Linked DNA regions of Mus musculus: region 1 is linked to region 2. A link is a contact called in public ChIA-PET data. All regions are on one chromosome and are shown on one strand. The core of a region is the stretch at or near the end of the contact, and the rest is flanking DNA. Distances in the headings are between cores, read along the strand shown. Region 1 has its middle 19 kb from the start of Gm39364. Region 2 overlaps Herc1 (HECT and RLD domain containing E3 ubiquitin protein ligase family member 1).

Evidence for each region. ChIA-PET counts read pairs in DNA pulled down with a chosen protein or histone mark.
Region 1: an RNA polymerase II ChIA-PET map of memory CD8 T cells shows a contact between it and region 2, with 47 read pairs. The contact joins two enhancer-like sites. A contact is called at or near these places in 1 of 15 datasets of contacts at CTCF or cohesin (pro-B cells), 14 of 484 Hi-C or Micro-C datasets (B cells, CD8 T cells, ECoMG myeloid progenitors and 9 more) and 4 of 115 datasets of contacts at active chromatin or transcription factors (T-cell acute lymphoblastic leukemia, embryonic stem cells, memory CD8 T cells and 1 more).

Annotation. Positions count from the first base shown.
Region 1 is chr9:66,280,327-66,283,026 of GRCm38.p6, reverse strand. No RefSeq gene overlaps it. Among named protein-coding and RNA genes, the nearest start is that of Gm39364, 19 kb to the left of the region's middle. Within about 2 kb of position 1,441, at least 72 of the 459 cell types and tissues checked have an H3K27ac peak or open chromatin away from gene starts, as enhancers often do. A contact at or near this core is called in B cells, CD8 T cells and memory CD8 T cells, where this site is marked.
Region 2 is chr9:66,491,052-66,493,793 of GRCm38.p6, reverse strand. Herc1 (HECT and RLD domain containing E3 ubiquitin protein ligase family member 1) reads right to left here. Exons shown (of 78, transcript NM_145617.3): 69 at 1,667-1,836; 70 at 500-638. Among named protein-coding and RNA genes, the nearest start is that of Fbxl22, 22 kb to the left of the region's middle. Within about 2 kb of position 1,298, at least 28 of the 459 cell types and tissues checked have an H3K27ac peak or open chromatin away from gene starts, as enhancers often do. A contact at or near this core is called in B cells, CD8 T cells and memory CD8 T cells, where this site is marked.

The sequences.
Region 1 (2,700 bases), core at 192-2,691, 210 kb after region 2:
TCAGAAAAACAAATGATGAAGTTGGCCATCTGCCCTTAAAAAGGGATGACTATGCGCCTACTAGTCCCTCATCCCTACCATCAGAGTAGCATCTTCCATTGTAAATCTTTTCAAGGATGCAGAACCTGGGTTAGAAAGATGGCTCAGTGGTTAACAGAGCTGACTGTTTTTCCAGAGGACAAGGGTTCAATCCTTGTAGCTCTCACTACTGTCTGTAAGTCCAGGTGGTCTGATGCCCTCTTCTGGCTTCTGTGGAAACTGCATGCACATGGTGCACACTTATGTGCAGACAAAACAGCAATACACATTGGGGGGTTGAGGTGGGGGGAGATGCAGATGTGTTAGTTTGATTTCTGTTGTTTTTTTTTTTTCACTTTTTAAAAATGAGAACAGTGGGTTTTTTTTTTTAAGGTGTATTTATTTTATTTCTATGGGTACACTGTGGCTGTCTTCAGACACCAAAAGAAGGCACCAAATCCCATTACAGATGGCTATAAGCCACCATGTGGTTGCTGGAAATTGAACTCAGGACCTTTGGAAGAGTAGTCAGTGCTCTTAACTGCTGAGCCATCTCTCCAGTCACCTGTTTGCTTTTGTTTTAAAACAGTAATATAGCTCAGGCTAGCCTAAATTCACAACTCACTATGCAGCAAAAGATAACCTTGAATTCCTGGTCCTCTTGTTTCTGGCTCCAGAGTGCTAGGATTGCAGGCATGCACCAGCGTGTATGGTTTATGCAGTGCTGGGGCCTACGAAAGACCTCAGACTACCAACTTTCCACTGCTGTGACAGAAGGCCTATGATAATCAACAGAAAAAGAAGAAAGGATTATTTGGGCTCACAGTCTGGGAGGTTTAGGTCCATGGCTGCTTGCCTCTGCTGCCTTGGGGGTCTGTGGTGAGACATCATGACAGAAGCTGCTCATATATGACATCTAGAAAGCAAAAAGACAGAAATATTTGGGCATGGTATACACCTGGGTTCCCAGCTCAGGGGAGGCTGAGGCAGGAGGGTTGCAAGTTCAAGGCCAGCCTGGGCTACATAGTGAGCCCTTGTCTCTGAATGCAAACAAAACAAATGCCAACCCCCCTGGAAGCCTTAGTTTCCTAAGCTTTCTCAAGATGGCTGTGAGAACAGAAGGCAATAAAGACCTGGTGTGAGGCAGATGCTTCTAGAATGCAAACCACAGGGTGGGGGCGGGGGGAGTGGAGAGGCACAGGCAGACCGGCAAGAAGGCAGCAGCTGCTGCTGCTCTCTAGCAAGGCTCCTTTGCATTTGGCCGTAGGCAGCTGAAGGGGCCAGACAGGCGGAAAGCGAAGGTGCTTTGCAGCTGGGCAGTGAGGTTTCTTAACCAACCGAGCTTCACAGAATGTTCAGGATGTGGGCCGGCCCCCAGCATGCACTGGGGAAAACCAAAGGACGAGAAACAAGAGGCATGTCACGTCAAGGGCCTTGCTCATCACATATCACATGTCACCAGAGTGGTTGGCAGAGGCAGCAAACAACACCATGGGAACTCCATCTCCTTCTTCCATTTGCTCCATCCAGCCTACTCACTGATGAATTTATGTTTTACGCTAGTCCATAAAGCACAGTTGTTAGGACAGAAGCCACTTTCTGAGTGCAGTACACTAAGTGCCGCCATGCTTTAGCTAATCCAACCGAATAGTCATAGGAGCCCTGCGGGGAAGATATTGGCATGCCCCCGTTTTACAAATGGGAAAGCTGAGGCCCAATACCTTGGTAAATAAATAAATAAATAATCACCCAGCTAAGAAGATGTCAGAAATGTCATTCAAACTCTGAGACCTAACCTGACTCTCAGGCCAGGGTTTTCAGATCAGTACCGTGGACCTAGGCTAGAAGACATTTTCATATTTTCTTTTTTCTTTTTTTTTTCCCCCTTGAAACCGGTCTATGTAGCCCTTGCCAGAACATACTATCTAGACCAGGCTGATCTTGAACTCACAGAGATCCACCTGCCTCTGCCTCCTAAGTACTGACATTAAAGACACATGCCAGCACATCCTGCTGGGAGACACTTTCTAGGGAAAAGAGGTAAGTACCTACAGGCTTTGGAGGAGCAGGAAAGCCCACCTCCTGGGCCAGTGTCCAGTGAGGAGGGGGTAAGAGACATTGCCTACCATCACCCAGCAGTGGGCATGGAGAGAGGCACTACACCCCTCCATCAGTGCCCTTCTCTCAGTAGAGACCTCAGCTGCCTCCTAGCAGTTTGGGGGAAAACCAATTGTGCCCTAGGCTCTAAGGCACTAAGCCTTAGGTATAGACAATCACAATTTATCCTGGTCCCCCCACCCCCCTCGATCTAGGGATGTGCATGCAGACCAAGAAAGGCTTTGCTGTGGTTTCAGAATGTCTGTGCTCACTTCCTGTAAAGACATATGCAAATTACTTTTCTCATTGCTGAGACCTAACACCTGGTCAGAAGCAACTTAAAGCTAGGAGGCATGGTGGCTCACACCTCTGTGAGTCTGGGAGCAGCTTGGTCTATATTGTGAATTAATTCCAGACCTGCCTGCCAGGGCTACCTAGTGAGACCCTGTCTCAAAAGAAAAAAAAGAAAAAGGAAGGAGAAGAAATAGAAGAAGGTCTATTTTGACTTACAGTTGGGATACAGTGCATCGTGGCAAAGGCATACAAGCAGGAGTGTGAAGTGGCTGGCCACACTGTGTCTGCTGT
Region 2 (2,742 bases), core at 49-2,548:
ATCTTTTTATTGGTGTGTTTTGAGAAAGGGTTTTCCTACCAGCCCTAGCTGACCTACAACTTTCTATGTAGATGAGGCTGGGCTGGAATTCACATAGATCCCTTTGCCTCTGCCTTCCAAGTGCTGGGATTAAAGTTGGATCAGGATGGCCAGTTCTATTTGCTACCTTTTTATCGATACAGGTATATTTATACTTACCTATATAAGTGTATGTATACTTAGTAGAAGCTCTAATTTAATTAATTCTTGTTTGCCTAAAAAACATGCTGATTTCTTTGAGGACTGAGAGAAAGAGAGGGCATGAAGTTTGGCTATATACTGAAGTCTGCAGAAGAAATGCATGATATGAAATATTTATGGTGCTTGTAGCAAAAAGAATACTCCAAGCCTTGATGCATTTTAGACATGTTGGATGCAGTGAGAACTGCAAGCAGATAGAGCATCACGACACGACTGAAAGTAGAAGAGCAGCTGGAAGAGCACAAATGGTCCGTCTCACCTGGTGCTCTTGGTGGGACTGGTGGGGCTGTCCATGCAGCACTGTGGCAACGGCCCGCTGAAATCTGGCGGATGTTTTTCCCTTGCAGAACTGTTACCAGGGTTGGTTCTCGAACGTGGTTGGTGTGGCCTAGGCCAAGCTAAGAATAAAAAAGCAAATGCACAGAGATTGAAGAAGCAGAAGGCAGGCCAATGAAATCTATTAACATCTGAGTCATGCATCAACTTCAATAACGAATAAATTCAGCCGGGTGTGGTGGCGCATGCCTTTAATCCCAGCACTTGGGTGGCAGAGGCAGGTGGATTTCTGAGTTCCAGGCCAGCCTGGTCTACAGAGTGAGTTCCAGGACAGCCAGGGCTACACAGAGAAACCCTGTCTGGAAAAACAAAAACAAACAAACAAACAAACAAACGAATGAATAAATTCTGATTTCTCTATCACAGTAGTAGTCCTTATAAGTTTAGACTGTCCCCTAAAAGCATTAGTCTTAACAACTGGTCACACTCTTGAATTCTTGGAAGAGGTATCTTGGAAAGGGTAGGAGTTCTTGTTAAGTGAAAAAAGAAGGCTCTCCAGAACTCTTACTTAAGACACACTGGTTTCTGGGTACACAGATATAAAATATACATGGCTCCAATTCTCTGCTCTTAGCAGCAGCAGTTAAGTGTTCAACATCAAGGAAGATTTTGTCAAAACCTAACCAGGGAATTCCCCAAAGGCTCCTCACCATTGGTTCTCCTTTCATCAAGATTACTGCAACCACAACTTCCTGATCTGCTAATGCAGGTATGAGGAGAATGTAAATGCTCACTAAAACAACTTTGAATAAGAGGGTCTCTGATCTGAGATTATGGGAGGAAGTGAGGATGGCTCTGCTTGTGGGCTGAAAACCACTGTAGAAGCATCAGTCTCTCAGACATCTCCTACCAACGTCTCTCTTCCATATACAGATAGACAGAAGGACTAAGGACACAGACCTGAAGTCTTTTTACATTCTCTTCATTTTCATTCCTGCCCTTACTCCTGTGACTACAGGGGATGACAAGATTTCTTGCACAAGCAAAGGATTCTCTGAACACTAATATTTTAAAATACAAAGACACTCTTACAAATAAACAACACCGTCAGATTTCTAGAGTATGCAAGAGCAGCAAATATGCCATTTACCTGCCCTTCTGAATTGCTACCCCAGGCATAAACATCTCCAGTTGATGCCAAAGCAAGTGTGTGTTCAGCTCCAACAGCCACATCTTCAATGACCACTCCAGCCAGGACAGGGATTTGTTGGGGTCGATTATGATTACGAGCACGTCCCTCAGGCAAGCCTATCAATCGGTCTGGAAGAATAGCAAGAGGAAGTGTTATAGATGGCACCCTGAAGTTTGTGTTCTGTAAGAAACCATTAACTTCTTGCCTTAGAATGACAATCATGCAGGACCCTGATATAGCTGTCTCTTGTGAGGCTATGCCAGTGCCTGGCAAATACATAAGTGGATACTCACAGTCATCTATTGGATGGAACACAGGGCCCCTAATGAAGGAGCTAGAGAAAATACCCAAGGAGCTAAAGGGGTCTGCAAGCCTATATGAGGAACAACAATATGAACTAACCAGTACCCCCCAGAGATATATCTCTAGTTATATATGTAGCAGAGGATGGCCTAGTCAGGCATCAGTGGAAGGAGAGGCCCTTGGTCTTGCGAAGATCATATGCCCCAGTACAGGGGAATGCCAGGGCCAGGAAGCAGGAGTGGGTGGGTTGGGGAGCAGGGCAGGGGGATGGTATAGGGGGCTTTGGGGATAGCATTTGAAATGTAAATGAAGAAAATATCTAATTAAAAAAAGTGTTTTAATACACACACACACACACAAAAGAATGACAATCATGTACACAACATGGTGCAAAAACCTGCTATTCCAGCAAAATACACTAAATTTTAAGTAACAAGTCTGAGGCTATTCCTGTATGAAATGTTAGTCTTTTTATTTATATAGAAAATTAAAACTAAAGTCAGTAAGTCAAGGCAAGAGGGTTTTTCAATACTCTCATATTAAAAGGACTGACACATGTTCAACAAGGCCTTCAAGTTTCTTGTGTTCTTAAAAAGAATGACATTCAACCTGTTTTAGCTCAAATTTCTACCCCACCTCTCTCTTTACCCTTGTTGCTCAATAACCTCCAGGTCCATTAGGCATGGCATCCGACATCTGACCTCAATTTGTACAGCTGCCCTAAAACTTCC